Linked DNA regions of Oryctolagus cuniculus: region 2 is linked to region 1. The links are chromatin contacts, called in public Micro-C maps. All regions are on one chromosome and are shown on one strand. The core of a region is the stretch at or near the end of the contact, and the rest is flanking DNA. Distances in the headings are between cores, read along the strand shown.

What was found. A called contact is a pair of places that touch in the nucleus more often than the background predicts.
Region 2: a contact with region 1 is called in a Micro-C map of ear pinna, with 2.7 times the contacts expected there. The contact joins the enhancer-like site here to the promoter of PDE8A in region 1. A contact is called at or near these places in 3 of 6 Hi-C or Micro-C datasets (ear pinna, psoas muscle and an unstated tissue).

Annotation. Positions count from the first base shown.
Region 1 is chr12:101,251,440-101,259,068 of mOryCun1.1, reverse strand. PDE8A (phosphodiesterase 8A) reads right to left here and starts at 3,316. Exons shown (of 22, transcript XM_002721497.5): 1 at 2,902-3,316. The coding sequence starts at 3,108. LOC138844744 (a long non-coding RNA gene) reads left to right here and starts at 3,978. Exons shown (of 3, transcript XR_011381056.1): 1 at 3,978-6,902.
Region 2 is chr12:101,340,861-101,348,489 of mOryCun1.1, reverse strand. PDE8A (phosphodiesterase 8A) reads right to left here. Exons shown (of 22, transcript XM_002721497.5): 4 at 2,575-2,631; 5 at 1,032-1,086. Among named protein-coding and RNA genes, the nearest start is that of RPS17, 86 kb to the left of the region's middle. Within about 2 kb of position 4,104, at least 4 of the 8 cell types and tissues checked have an H3K27ac peak or open chromatin away from gene starts, as enhancers often do. A contact at or near this core is called in ear pinna, where this site is marked.

The DNA.
Region 1 (7,629 bases), core at 2,067-4,566:
TGCAAACTGCCGCGTGGAACACACGGAGGACGCACTAGAGGGCACACGCCGCTTTGTCTGAAACGTAGTTCATTATCAGTTTCCCACCTCTGATGAATTGGTATTGACTAAATGCTATGGAAATACAAAAACTTCTCCCCATCAATTAATTTCTTGTTGAAATTCAAAGGTAGGATGACTTACTATGGTTTGAAGAAGAAATTTTTAATGAACTAAAATTAGATCTTAAGTTACCAATATAAGAAATCAAATTAATCATATTATTTGGCTTTGCTAAATTGTTAAAGTTTATCTTCTTCTCCAACAAGTATTTCTGAATTTCCAGGATATATTTCACAGTAATTTTAAAGGCTTATTCCCTTCAAGAAAAAAATGTTGTGTTAAAAAAAAAAAAAAAAAAAAAAAAAAACAAGATTTACCTCTGCTCTATTACCTGATATGACCATATACAAATATCTATAACTGAGACATACTATCAACACATTCTATTCATGAATAAGTACAGGACTATTATTTCTCTAGTTGTAGTGCTATGATTTATAATCTGACCCCTCCTCTAAAAATTCGAGTATCTTGGGGCCGGTGCTGTGGCGTAGCAAGTAAAGCCACTGCCTGAGGTGCCGGCATCCCATATGGGCGCAGGTTCAAGTACCAACAGCTCCACTTCCGATCCAGCTCTCTGCTATAGCCTGGGAAAGCAATAGAAGATGGCCCAAATCCTTGGACCCCTGCATCCACATGGGAGACCCAGAGGAGGCTCCTGGCTTCGGATCGGCGCAGCTCCGGCCATTGCGGCCATCTGGAGAGTGAACCAGCAGATGGAAGACCTCTCTCTCTCTCTCTCTCTCTCTCTCTCTCGATCTATTTGCCTCTTCTTCTCTCTTTGTGACTCTTTCAAGTAAATAAATCTTTTAAAAAAATTCTAACATCTTTTAAAGCCCATATTTGAGGCTTCGAGGAATCAAATTCTAGTAACTGAAAAAGTTTCATCATTCAGTTAATAAAAAATCAACTCAACACACATTTATTTAGCACCTGCCACATGCATGCCACTGGAGCAGGCACTGCAAGGATGAATGGTATACTGGAGAGGCTTACAAGATGTGTAGGCAAACCTAAGGACACTCAGCCTGCCACAAAAAAGCCTGGAAGACACAAAGCCCTCTTACTTAAAGGACTACTCGGTTAACTGAAAAGTTTAACATTATTATTTTAAAGAGTTATTTATTTGAAAGAGTTACACAGAGAGAGAAGCAGAGGCAAAGAGAAAGAGGTCTTCCATCCGATGGTTCACTCCCCCAATTGGTTGCAACAGCTCCTGAGCGGATCCAAAGCCAGGAGCTTCTTCCGGGTCTCCCATGCGGGTGCAGGGGTCCAAGGACTTGGGCCATCTTCCACTGCTTTCCCAGGCCACAGCAGAGAGCTGGATCAGAAGTGTAGCAGCCGGGACACGAACCAGCAGCCATATGGGATGCTGGCGCTGCAGACGGCGGCTTTACTCACTGTGCCACGATAACCAATGTTAGATTTGCGTCAAAAGCATGAACACTACTAAAATTTCCATAGTCAACTTTACCTGTACTATGCTGTTTTTCTTTGCAAGCCAGTTAGATGGGCTTATTAAGCCACTGACATTAAAAGCAGCGTGAGTTAATAGTCCAAACCATCATAGGTTTCTTAGAAGAATCTACAGGAGAAACATTTCAGCCTCTGATAACCAGAACAAAGTGGAATTTTCAGTTAGGGCGTTTTAGTTACTGAAAATGATGTTTCCTTTTCATTTAGAAAAGTAGCATGAGGACTGCTAAACATTTAAGATGGAAAGTAGATCACACTATATCCATCAAATGAGAGACTTAGCAAGCCTCAATCAGCAAGAACATTTTGCAAATGACTCAAAAACTGGTAGTGATGACAAAGATGATATTTAACCACCTGCAGCCAAAATTTTTTTTCCTGTAACTAGTTTGATAAAACGTAGAACACTGCTTGAGTTCCAGCCCTAGATTTCAAATCAGACAACTGCAAAGCCGCTGCTGTGTGTGCCTTAATGAATAATTTCCCCTATTTTCCTTTTTATCTTTCCTTTAGGAAACCGTAACAAAAGCCAAGCCCAGAAACTTTGGCAAGACACAAGCCAAGGCAACAAGCACTGGAGAAGACACGCGATTTTTTTACCCCCCCCCCAAAAAGTCACAAAATGTCCCAGTAAGACTGCTTAATAAAAGATTAACTTTGTTCTGCTGAATGCTTCAAAAAACGGGTTAGAGATAGTATTTTCTAATTACATATGCTTTAAATACAATATGTATGCTAATAAACGTGAACCTCAAATACATGTGCAATGAAGCAAAGCTGATGTGGTTCCAGATTACATTTTAATAGCCCCAAAGAAAATGGAAAAGTCCGTGTGCAAAGCCGACAGAGGGAAAACAGGACAGGACAGGAGGGTCCAGTCCCCTTCACGGGGCCGCTCGCCCTTCGCTGCCTACCACTGGCACCAAAGTCCACACTGGCAAAACGGTTCAGGGCCGCGCCAGAATATCCTGGGGTCCCCCGCACCCCAGTAACACCAGCTTTTGGAGAGGGAACCGACCCGAGCGCTTCGTCTCGGTCAAGTTCACGGCCGGCCTCGCCGCTCCGGGCGTCGGGTCCGTCTAAGCAGCGGACCGTGCGGCTCGGACAGCGTCCTAATCGGGGGTCCCAGGTCCTCCTCGGGTCAGCGTCCTCCGAGCGCTGCCCAGGCCCCGACGGACGCCTGCTGTCCACCAGAGCCCGCCAAAGCCCGGCGAGAGGGCACCGCGGCCCGGAGGGGGCCCCGCCCGGCCCCCCCGAGGGAAAGTTGCCGCCCGGCCGGCCCGAGTGAGGCGGCGGACAGGGAGCCCCCAGCCGCCCCTTTACCTGCTTGCCGCTGCCGTCGCGAGGCTCGGACTCCACGAGGCTGCTGTCGCGGGCCCGGGGCAGGACGGCCGTCTTCGGGGCCTGTGGGAGGCGCGGCTCGCCGGACAGCGGGGGCGCCGCCGCGGGGCCCGGCGCGTCCTCGGCCTCTTTGCCGCCGTGGTACACCGCCCGCTCCTCGGAAATGTGGATGCTCGGGGCGCAGCCCATGCTGGCGGCGGCGCGGCGGACACGCTGGCGGGCAGCCGCGATCCGGTCAGCAAACGGCCCGCCCGGCGCCTCGGGACGGCCGCGGGCGCCGTGTCATCGCCGCCTGGGCGGGCGGCGGGCGGCGGCGGCGGCGAGCGCGGGTCTCGCGTCAGGAAGTGCGGCCGCCCCTTTTATCGCGGTGCGGGCGCGGCGGCGGCGGCGGTGGCGGGGAGGGGGCGCTGGGGCGGGCGGCACGCCGCGGCCGCCCCTCCGAACATGCCCTTCCTGAGGCGGGAGCCGCCGGCCGCCTCCCTCACATCGCCGCGCTCGCCTCGGTCGCGCCGCGCTTCCGGGGAATGTCGGGGGAGGGGAGCCGTGCGTTCTCCCAGCCCGAGTCCTCGCGCGGTGGCACGACCCCCACCCCGGGAGAGTGAGCCCCCCGAAGTGCCCGCACCGCGCTGCCGCTGCCTCTGCCGCCGCCTCCCCGGGGCTCCGACTCCGCCCGCTGGGCCGCCGCCCCGCGGCCAGGCGCCCCTTGGTCGGGCGCCGGTGGCGGGGAAGGCTAGCCTGCACGCTCCCGCTGCCCGGGGTGCAGAGTCAGGGGTCGGCCGAAGCCCCCTGTGGGCGGCCGCACGGCGGCCGGCGAGGCCGGGAGGGGAGCACCCGGGCTCCAGCCGGGCCTGGGGCCGCGCCGTCGAGAAGCGCAGCAGCGGCAGCGCGCACCCGCGAGTTGCGGCTGGCGCGGCTCCGGTTCCGCCGCCTGCGCTCCGGGCCGCGTCTTGCCGACAGCACGCCGCGCCCAGCCCCCAGCGGTGACCTCCAGCGGCTGCTGGCGTCAATGCAAAGCAGCTGGGGCGCCCGCCGCCTCCTCGGGCGCCGCCCGCGACTGCGCATGCGCGACTGCGGTCCCGGGGCAGGCACGGCGGCCCTCGCCTCGGGATGGAAAGGACCTGCCCAAGGACACCCGGGCTGCTCGGGCCCCCTAGACCGCTACGTTCGAATGCGGCTCTGTGACCTCCGGTCACTGGGTCACGGCCTAGGAGCTGCTGGGGACACGGGTCGGGGGCTGAGAAGCGAACGGAGGCGCTGCACGCCGGGTCCCAGGAGGTCGGATCTGGGCGTGCCTGCCTGGGGCCGCCGGCCAGATGCACTCAGCTGCGCCTTAGGCGGCTTCGGTGCGGAGGAGCCGCGGGCGGGGAGGCGGTCCTGCTCTCAGCCGAACACAAAGACCCCTCCGAGCCGCCACCACGGGCCTTTGCTTGCAGGAGCAGTCCGGGAGCGAGGGGCGCACGCAGTGCAGGGCTGCGGCCTCCGAGGACCGCAGGCATGGCCAGCAGCCCGCTGTGCGGCTCGGCCGAGTCGCCTGGCCTCGCCCAGTCAGCCGCAGGGCAGCGCCCCGGGTTGCCCCTGCCGTCCTTACAGCGAGCTGTCCCCAGCCCCTGCCTGCCCTCGTGCACCCCGGGCGCCCCCGTCCGCGGAAGCCGGCGGAGCGCGGAGCAGCCGGCCCCTCGCCTTTCCTCTCCAGCCGTCCACACCTTTCCCTGCGCGGCCCCGGAGCGACCCTGAGGAGCCGCCGCTCGCGCCTCGGGCCGGCTGCTGTAAAGACCCGGAGGCGGGCTCCGGATTGGAGCCCCGGCTCCCGCGCTGGAGCCGCTGCACAGGCTGGGGACCCCGGGACCCTAAGGCTGCCCCTGGACCTGCAGCCGCGGTCTTCGGGCCGAAGGAGGGCCCGGGGAGGCTTCCTAATGGCAGCGGAGCCGGGAAGCTGGGCCTCCGTGCGCGAGGCGCTCTCTTTACTGGCCCAACTGGCCGGAGCCAAGGCACGTGGCTCCGTTGTCAAGTTCAAGCACATGAAGCAATAATATTTATGTCTCCCTGCCCTATAAAAGAAATACACCCGGCTGGATGAAGAGAACCTGAAAAACACAGGGAGAGACTGGCCATCACCCGCTATTCCACCTAAGCTTGGAGAGTGTGCTGTAATCCACAATGTTTTGGGCCAATTCTGGTCTCTGTTTCATTAGGCTTTCGGGAAGAACGTGCATTAAACCACCGGAGTGTGCAAGGAGCCTAAAAGGGCGCCCGGCGAGGCAGGCTTGGCCACCTGGGAGCTGATCTGGCCACTTCCCTCCCTGACTCCGGGCGGCTCCAGTACCCTGGTTCCGCCCTCACAGGCCGGACCTGGCCGTCCCTTGGAAATCCTTGAACCTCTCCAAGGAGGGAGGGGGCAGGGGGCACTGCTGGGACGCGCAGCGGCTTGTGCCCCGCCCCCACCTCGCTGGCCTCGCCAGGGTCAGACCCTTTGCTTGTCTGATTCGGCTCTTTGCCTCCATCCAGGCTCCGGGCTTGAGGCCAGTGGCGCTGAGAAAGGGTACACACACCGACGGACCCAGGCCCCGAGGGGCGCCACTGTTTTGTGGGTGGCGGGTCAGTCGGTTCCCAGGCGGTGACCCGTGCTCAGGACGCGCTCGGAAGTTCGTTAGCGGCTCCTAAGGCCGGCGCACACGGCTCTCTCCGGCCGCGGCTGCACTTCCCTCTCCAGCCTGGGGTCTGCCATTCAGGGACCAGCGCCAGCACCCCAGGCCTCCTCCTCCCCTTCCTCCACTGAATGGGGCCAGGGGCCGCTGCCCAATGGGGACAGCTCCCATCCCGCCCCGGGTCTGAACCCCAGCCCTGCCCTCTCCTGGGCTCGCGAGCTCCGACTTTATCTCTCGGAGCTGTTTTCCTGGGCTGTAAATCTAGGATTAATGATGCCACCTTACAGAGATTAAACGGGCTAACGGATGCCACGTGCCTCGAATAGAATAACTACTGAGCCCAGCACCCAGGCTTGCTGCTGTCTCCCGAGTCCATTCATTATCACCTTCCTCCAGTCCTTCCCCCTCCCACCGGCCACTCCCTCCTCTCTCCCAAGCGCTGAAAACCAGCGGAGGAAATGAAAATACCCCGAGAGTCTATCCACACAGCTTTCCCATCGTTGGTGCTCAACTTCATCAGGTTCTTTCAACATTCTGCCTGGTGCGATGTCTTCTAAATGACTGTCATTGTTTGCAAATTATGCATGGCCGAGAAAAGAGTAAAAAAAAAATTAAAACTAAGCAAAAAGTGCATGAAGCGTGCAGGGGGCATAGGAAATGCTACCTTCCTTCTCCACTTCCTTCCTTCCGCCAAGGTAACTGTTGTGAACAGTTTGGACTGTGTGCTCCCCGACCTGTAATAACCCGTTACACACACACACACACACACACACACACACACACACTGCGATATCACCTACAAAGCTGCAGGGAGCATCCTTGAATGTTAACTTTCTCTGTCGTGTGCACTGCTGTAAGTAGACTTGCTCATCCTACAGCTCCGGGAGGCGTGAGCTGAAACTGAGAATGGACAGAATTCTCTGCCCCCCCCCAGAATTCTCAGTCTCCCAGGCAAGGCCCCTCTTGGTCACCCCCAGATTCACAGGCCTCCCTCTGCTTATATCCCTGGGTACTCCCAAACCTTTATAAAATGTTTTAGAATGTTCCAGCTTTCCTCTATTAAGACTGGGAACTAGCTGACCACTTGAGGGTACAGAGCTGGAAGGAGGGAGCTGCGCCCCCTGGAGGCCAGAGTGGTGGGTGACTCTGGAGGACCCTGAAACACAGTTGTGCACCTGCATATCCCCTCCTCTGTCTGCTTCCAGACCCCCCGCCCCGAATGGCAGTTCGCTTGGAGCCTGGATGGACAGGTCATCTTGGACCACCATGACTTGCTGCTTCCCAGGGTGCACAGGAGCAGGAAGCTGGAAGTGGATGTGCAGCCGGGACTCAAACCAGGTACGGGATACAGGCATCCCTTGTCTTAACCACTAAACCAAATGCCCACTCCTAGATTCTTAGCATTGCTATATTGGACTGTAAATGTCAGCATCTCAACTCCATCTAGCAAAGGTTTGTACTTAGGAGTTGGGGGTTCATTCACCCAAATCCAGGAAGAGCAAGGTGGTCTCAGCACATAGACTTTCGAGGTTTTCTGAGAATGAAACCATGGCTTTGGGCGTCCAGGGCACTCCACCTGCACCTCCTCATGGTGGCCATCACCCCCATCTATTAATTCAGGCCTCCAGTCCCCTGCAACGTTTCGCCCAGTGACTTCTAGAAGAGTCTGGGGAGAGGTAGTGTGGTCACCCTCATCATTACGCCTGCTCTGGTGCCCGCTGCCATGTCCCTGGAGGTACTGGAGCTCCTGTGGGGTCCAGGCACAAGCAGGGGAGTGGACAGCACACTTAGCACAGTGACCAACTGTGCCTCGGTCTGCCTGAGACCCTCCTGTTTTAACACTGGAAGTCCAGCATCCGGGAACCTATCCCCAACCCGGGAAAACCAATCACACACATGGCATCCCATGCCATCCCTGATGCCCCAAAGCCACACTGTACCCTGGTGTCACAGCACCTGCATCTGGGCAAGGCACTCTTCCAGCTCCCCACAGATTTGCTCTTGGGGACTCAGACTCGTGCCCACACCGGGGCAGGACAGACACACTAGGAAGCCCTACTGGTTG
Region 2 (7,629 bases), core at 2,855-5,354, 89 kb before region 1:
TGCCGCTTTCGCGGCACTACGGAGGTGCTAGCTGTTGGTCTTCTGAGTCATTTTTCTCTGGCTAATTCTAAGATCTTCTCTCTGGATCCCCCCCCCCCCCCTTTCACTTTCACTGTGATGTGTCCTCTATTTTTAATGTACTCTACTTTGGATTTTTTGGAATTTCTGAACGTATGGTCAGTCTTTCATCAGTTCTGGAAAATTCTCAGTCATTCTTCAAATATCTAGTCTGCCCCGTTCTTCCTCTTCTTCTCCTGGGACTCCAGTTATTTACACAGTAAACCTTCAAGTTAACCCTCACAATTTTTAATCTCTCTAACTTACTTCCTGTCTTTGTATCTCTGAGCCACATGCTGGACAATTTCTTCTGACCTAATGTCTAAGTTTAAAAATGTTTAGTTACTATGTTTTTATTTATTCAAACTGAGTGTGCAGCTTCTGAGGCCGAAGATGAAGGTGTCTTCCTCTGGGAGGATCTGTATTTGCTTCTGCCAAGCACCCGGGAGCCCTACCCACCAAGAGCACCTTAAATCCACACTGGCTGTCTCGCTCACGGGACGTGAAGTAGCTGTCAATCTCAGGTGGTCTCCACTGCGTTCCCAAGGCCTCCTGTGCAACCAGCTGACCAAAGTCCTCACAGCTCTTGGGCTTAGGAGAAGCCAACAGACTGGAGAGACAGGGAGCCATGTCCAGGCTGCCTTATTTCTATTCCCAGAATTCTTGGATTGGGTTTAACAACTGCATGTATACGTGCAAGCATTTTCATAAACACACCCTATGCTAGAATTTTCAATGTGTGTGTCACAGTGTGTGTGGGGGGTATTATGTTTAGATGATTTTCAAAGTTACTTCTGAGACTAAGACAGTAAGAGTAATAGATTAGGTCAACAGGTTAGAAATCTAAATCAAACAGTACCACGTCCATGGACAACAATTTATTTTCTTCAAACGAATTCAGAACTTGAGCTGGGCTCCGAGACAGACTCACGCCTCAGCGAGCTCTCTGTAGTTAACACAGAAGCGGCACCTACCCTGGTGAAGCCAGCAGCAATGAAGGGCATCACAGACGGCTCCTCCTTATCCGTCCTTTAAGAGAGCACAGGGCAGGGTCAGACACAGCGACCAGCAGGGCTTCTCACCTCTCTCACTCTTCCCTAGCTCGCACAGTGCTGTCATCCAGTGAGCCGTATTACATCAATATCTAAGTTCAAGGTATAAAGTTGAAAACTGTTTTCTAACTTCGTATTTTAGCTTCTGGGCAGTACACACTGCAATACTTGAAATACAGAGCTTGCATTCACAGCTGGAATGTAAAAATGTCTGCATATCTTTTTAATATGTAAAACTTTAGTTTTAATCTAAATCAAATTCTTTCCTATTTTCCTTCTACTTCCAGTTTATCTAAAAAACAAAATAGGGGCTGGTGTTGTGGTGTAGCGGTTAAAGCCGCTGCCTAAGATACACACATCCCACATGGGCACCAGTTTGAGTCCTAGCTGCTCCACTTCCGATCCAGCTCCAAGCTAATGGCCTGGGAAAGCAGCAGAAGATGGTCCAAGTGCTTGACCCCTGCCACTCACATGGGAGACCTGGAAGAAGCTCCTGGATCCTGGCTTTGGGCTAGCCCAGCCCCCGCCATTGCAGCCATCTGGGGAGTGAACCAGAGAATGAAATATTCTCTCTCTTTCTCTCTCTCTCTGCATGTGTGTGTTTCTCCCTCTAACTCTGACTTTAAAATAAAAACAAATCCTTTTTTTAAAAGACTGATGTATTTATTTGTAAGTCAGTTACAAAGAGAGAGAGAAAAGGAGAGAGAGAGAGACTCTTTCATTCTCTGGTTCACTCCCAAAATGGCCACAACAGCCAGGGATGGGCCAGCCTGAAGCGAAGAGCCAGGAGCTTCTTCCAAGTCTGCCATGCGTATAGCAGGGGCCCAAGCATTTGGGCCATCTTCGGCTGCCTTCCCAGGTGCATTAGCAGGGAGCTGGATCGGAAGTGGAGCAGCCAGGACTCAAACTGGTGCCCAGACAGGATGCCAGCACCACAGGTGGCGGCTTTACCCACTATGCCACAATGCCGACCCCAAAATAAATGAATGTTAAAACAAACAAAATTTAACAAAATGAAACAAAACACTTTGCTCTCCTCTATTACTCAGGGAAAGCTGTGAAGGACCCAGAAGCACTTCTTTATCTGTGGACGTACGTAAGCTTCTCATGTGAATACCTGCCCTCCTCCCTACCTGGAGTTCAGGATGAAATATGAGACTCCTCCTCCGTGTGGAGCTGGAAGGCTCTAAGCAGGCTCCCCTGGGAACCACACTTTGAGGAATGGAGTGCTCATAGCTTGCCTGCTTCTGAAGTGAATGGCAGTTGAAAACAAAGAAACCTTCACATCCGAAACCCTCCATGAAGTTAACCATAACAGCAACTTAAGATGGTATAAAAATGAAAGACACAAACTACCAAGAGGCATGACTGTCACACAGGCAGCTGTCACTCAGCCATCTGTTACGAGCAAGCATTACATTGATGTCACAAGTTTCAACACCAAGAAAAGAAAAAGAGACTGTACCTGCGTACTACGCCAACGATGACTGTGTTTTCTGAGAGTTTGGATGATCTGATAGACCTGAACAAAATAAAAAGAAAAACAATTCCTAAAGAGCAAATCTGCGAGAGGTGAACAGGAGAGCAAAACATCCTCGCACACTTGGGAGTCACCTCCTTGGCTGCACGAGCGTCCTCCCTTTGGGGACAGACTCCTACTTGTGGACTGTGGCAGCCGGATTGTCACAGCTCGCTGAGGAGCGCCCTCCTACTTGTCCTGGTCTTTGCTGCCCCTACTGTGCGCTTACATGCAAGGAGCTATTTGTCTCTCCCTGACACAGGGCAATGCAATCACCGTGAGCTGATGGCTGTGAACCTTGGGGAGGAGGCAGAGCAAGGCCAGTCTCACTGTGCTCCAAGCAGCTTGAAGAATGAAGAATGCCCAGGTAAAAGGAAGGCGGCTGGCTGGCGCCACGGCTCACGGCTAATCCTCCGCCTGCGGTGCTGGCACCCCGGGTTCTAGTCCCGGTTGGGGTGCCAGTCCAGCTCTCTGCTGTGGCCCGGGAGGGCAGTGGAGGATGGCCCAGGTGCTTGGGTCCCTGCACCTGCATGGGAGACCGGGAGGAAGCACCCGGCTCCTGGCTTTGGATCGGTGTAGCGCCGGCTGTGGTGGCCATTAGGGGCGTGAACCAACAGAAGGAAGACCTTTCTCTCTGTCTCTCTCTCTCACTGTCTAACTCTGCCTGTCAAAAAAAAATTATATATATATATATATATATAAAGAGAGAGGTGGCAAAACTAACAAGAAAAACCCCAAACTGGGACATGCCAGATACAGTTACCAGTCAGAAAGAAGAGCATCCACAGCTGGAGGTGGAGGTGAGAGGGAAAAGCAGCAGCCACTGCCCCCCCCCAGGGCCCTGGCAGCAGGAGGCCCCCACAGCAACAGGGCGTCCAGTCCTCCGAGGGAGCAGCTTCCAAGGCCGCAGGGACTGGGGCCACAACAAAAGGCCCAGAGAGGGCGGAAACGAATGGGCCACACAGGAGTGGGAGGAAGACGGTGCTCTGAGACTGGAGACAGGAAACAGCTCCAGGTTCCTCCTCCATGGAGGAAGAAACTAGGACGTCTGGAGAAAGACAAGTTCCTCACACAGCAGGGGGAGGAACTCAGCTGCGGGAGCGGAAGAAGCCTCAAGCCGCAGGGCACCTGGCACACAGCCTGGGCACCTCCCCACCCCTGGAGAGAGAGGCCGGGACGGGACAGGGACCACCCGAGAGCCGCTTCTGGATCTGCCTGGGAAAGGGTCCCTGGCACAGCACACACTCTCAGGCAGGGGGCAGGAGACTGGGCTCACAGCTGGCGTTTCCGCGATGCCTAGGGACGAGGGATCTAGTCTTGTTTCTGCTTCCGCCACGTCACGGAAGCATGCGGCCAGCCACCTCGGGCCAGCCCTCAGCTTTCCAGAAGAAAAACAGATCTGAGTAGGGTGACGGCAAGCAGGCAACCACACAGACGGTCTCGGTCAACAGTGCGGGTGACCTGCCCCTGCCCATAGCTGTGGCCGTGAGAACGAGGGGCACTGGGCAGAGGACTAAGCGTTCACTTGGACACAGGCCCTTTAGAGGGCCACTAAAACCGTCCAAAGAGGCAGAGGTGCACTTCTGGTCGCCGTAGAATTCATGAACCTGGGGAGGAAACACACACTTGGAAATTGAGAAGGCCAGTTTCAAGAAAGGAAGAGAAAAGATGGGGCTTGAGCCTGTGGCCGGAGATTCTGAAAGCAGCTCAGGCCTGTCGGGATGCCCTCAAAACCACGTTCCCTGGTGTGGCACTAGGATCCAGCTTGGCCACACGTGACAGGAAACTCCAGAGAACAGAGACTAAACTATCTCTCCCTGTCTCAAACACAAGAATGTGCAGAAGGAGGCACCCAGCCTTCTACCTGCTTTTCTCTATTATCTTCACAGGGTTTCTTCCTCACAGCGCAAGACAGAGGCTGAGCACCAGCCACAATGTCCCACTCCAGGCAGCAGGGAAAGGGCACACTTCCTTCCACGACAGGCGGTCCAGGAGATGTATATGGGAACTCCACGGGCCGGCTGAAGGAAAGCAAGGCCACGCAGTGGATTTTCTAGGCGGCCATCTGCCCAGCTGCACATCAGCAGCTGTGTCAGCAGTTAAAGATCAGAAACAGGTACTCGGGGCAACAACCTGTCTTCAGTCAAAGTGGGCAAGGACAAATGACCCAGGCGACAGGAGAGCCCACATGACGACAATGCGGAGCCTCCGCTGAGTTAAACCCTACAAGAGCACAACCCCACTACTGTCGTCTGCTAGGACAGGTTTCAGACGGAAAAGAGCGACATTAGGAAGGAAGTGCAGACCAGGGCGGGTCAAGAGGCTGAGAGCGGCTGGCAGGCTCGGCTCGGGCTTGCTTCTGCGCTGTCCAGAGGGAACTCTGTCTCCCTTCAAGAGGCTTCTTCTCAGTACAGCACCCTGCTTCTGTTGCACGGAGGACTCTGTCCTCACCTTTTCCAATACGCTAAGCATGTGGCTTCTAAAAGGTTCTTTGGTTTCTTATAAAAACAATTCTACTGTTCGTTCGGGCTATTCCTTCCCCTCCATTCTGCTGTGGTAGCTTTTCATAGGCCTCTGCATCCTGTTCTCTTACTACCCAGGCCAAGAGTTTGCTAACAGAGGAGCCAGAAGTTTCCTTAGCAGCCCTTTGCCAGACCCACCTCTTAGTCTGGGCTGCAGACCAAGTCAGCAGGCACAGTTCCAGCTCAGAGAGTGCGGCCAGCACACGCACGTGGGTCTGCTGCCCAGAGTGGGTCCCGGCCTGCCGGCTCTCAGACTAACCCTGAGACCCGACGCAGCTTACTGTTTTGGCAGTATGTAACTGTCAGATTCCTCAATGCCTCTTCCCTTTTTACAACATGGTAGACAAATCCATGGCTCTGTCCAACCCTCATCTTGATTCCTGAGTGGCTGTAGAGAGTAAAGAACGAGGGAGCAGTGGAATAGCTGAGACTGGAGCACAGGCTGCCTGGCTGGGACTTCCTAGGCCGTGTCTGGTCAGTGCACCTGCTGTGTCCCGTGGGAGTGAGGCAAAGCCTCTGTCTGCTGCTCAGCGTCACAGACACTGTAAGCGGGGATGGCACAGGAACGGGTCTCCTTATGACTCCTCACAGCACAACAGAGGAGGGGAAAGTCCTGTCCTGTTCACCCAGCTTTGACACAGGAGAATCTATCCTCGGAAGATTCTGTATGTCTTATTGTTCAGGTCTATTTTTGCCTCCTGCTATTTCCCTGGGTTTTCTGATAAGAAGTTGGAGGACACACAGAAATCTGGTACTGTACAAGGTGGCCTTTAGCAGCCTTGAAAGGGTGCTGACTTGCCCCGGCTCCTCCTGTCTCCTCTTGGCAGCCAAGTAAGCCTCCATCCTGCTCTTAACGCTCCCTTGCACAGAGTATGTCAGCACCTCACCCGCCCGAGGGGTAAGTCCAAAGTCTCTGGCTCAGCACACAAGACCTGCGTGACCCGGCTCATGAGTGCTGCTCCAGGCTCCCAGAGCCACGCTCCGCACCTGCGGGACCAGCAGCCGTGAACACCCAGCAGACACCCTGCCTGTTTCTACACAGGCTGCTCCTTCTACCAGGACCTTTCCCCCTTTCAAAGCTTCTGCTCACCCTTCACAACCCCACCCAAATATCTTCCCGAAGCCCTCGCTGGACCAGGCACCCATGGCTCTCTGTATAAACCTCCTCTGTGGGCACTCACCAGTCTCCCTGAAATCTCCCTCTTGTCTTTTGGAGTTGCCTATGTGCTAAGAATAAGAAGTGAAGCCTTGGGGCCGGCACTGTGGTGCAGCTGGTTAAAGCCATGGCCTGAAGCATTGGCATCCCATTTGGGCGCCGGTTCAAGTCCCAGCTGTTCCACTTCCAATCCAGCTCCCTGCATTCACACCCGGGAAAGGCAGTGGAAGATGGCCCAAGTGCTTGGCCCCTGTCACCCACGTGGGAGACCTGCAAGAAGCTCTGGATTCCTGGCATTGGCATGGCCCAGTCTCAGTAGTTGTGGCCATTTGAGGAGTAACCAGAGGATGGACGATCTCCCTCTCTCTCTCTCCCTCTCCCTCTCTTTCTCTCTGTAACTCTGCTTTTTTAAAAATTTTTATTTATTTATTTATTTACTTATTTATTTATTTAACAGGCAGAGTGGACAGTGAGAGAGACAGAGAGAAAGGTCTTCCTTTGCCGTTGGTTCACCCTCCAATGGCCGCCGTGGCCGGCACGCTGCAGCCGGCGCACCGTGCTGATCCGATGGCAGGAGCCAGGTGCTTCTCCTGGTCTCCCATGGGGTGCAGGGCCCAAGCACTTGGGCCATCCTCCACTGCACTCCTGGGCCACAGCAGAGAGCTAGACTGGAAGAGGAGCAACCGGGACAGAATCCGCCGCCCCGACCGGGACTAGAACCCAGGGTGCTGGCGCCGCAGGCAGAGGATTAGCCTAGTGAGCCGCGGTGCCGGCCTAACTCTGATTTTAAAATAAATAAATAAATCTGTAAAAAAAATTAATAAATCCCTGGTCTACAGTGCTGGCATCTCAATATGGGTGCTAGTTCATGTCCCAGCTGCTCTTCTTCTGATCCAGCTCTCTGCTTATGGCCTGGGAAAGCAGTAGAAGATGACCCAAGTGTTTGGGCCTCTGCACCCATGTGGGAGACCTGAAAGAACCTCCTGGCTTCTGGCTTCAGATCAGCCGAGCTCCAGCCATTGCAGCCATTTGGGGAGTGAACCAGCATTTGGAAGACCTTTCTCTCTGTCTTTCCCTCTCTCTGTCTGTGACTCTGCCTCTCAAATAAATAAATAAAATCTTTTTTTAAAAAAAATCCCTTTTCTTAGTTTTGTGTGCTACCCAGAACTTTTGCATATTGAAAATTCACAAATATTATAATTAAGGCACACTCAACTAACCTTAGAAGACAATCTTCAAAACTTTTTATAATTTTTTTTTTTTTTAGATTTTATTTATTTATTTGAAGAGGAGAGGCAGAGAGAGAGAGAGAGAGAAAGGTCT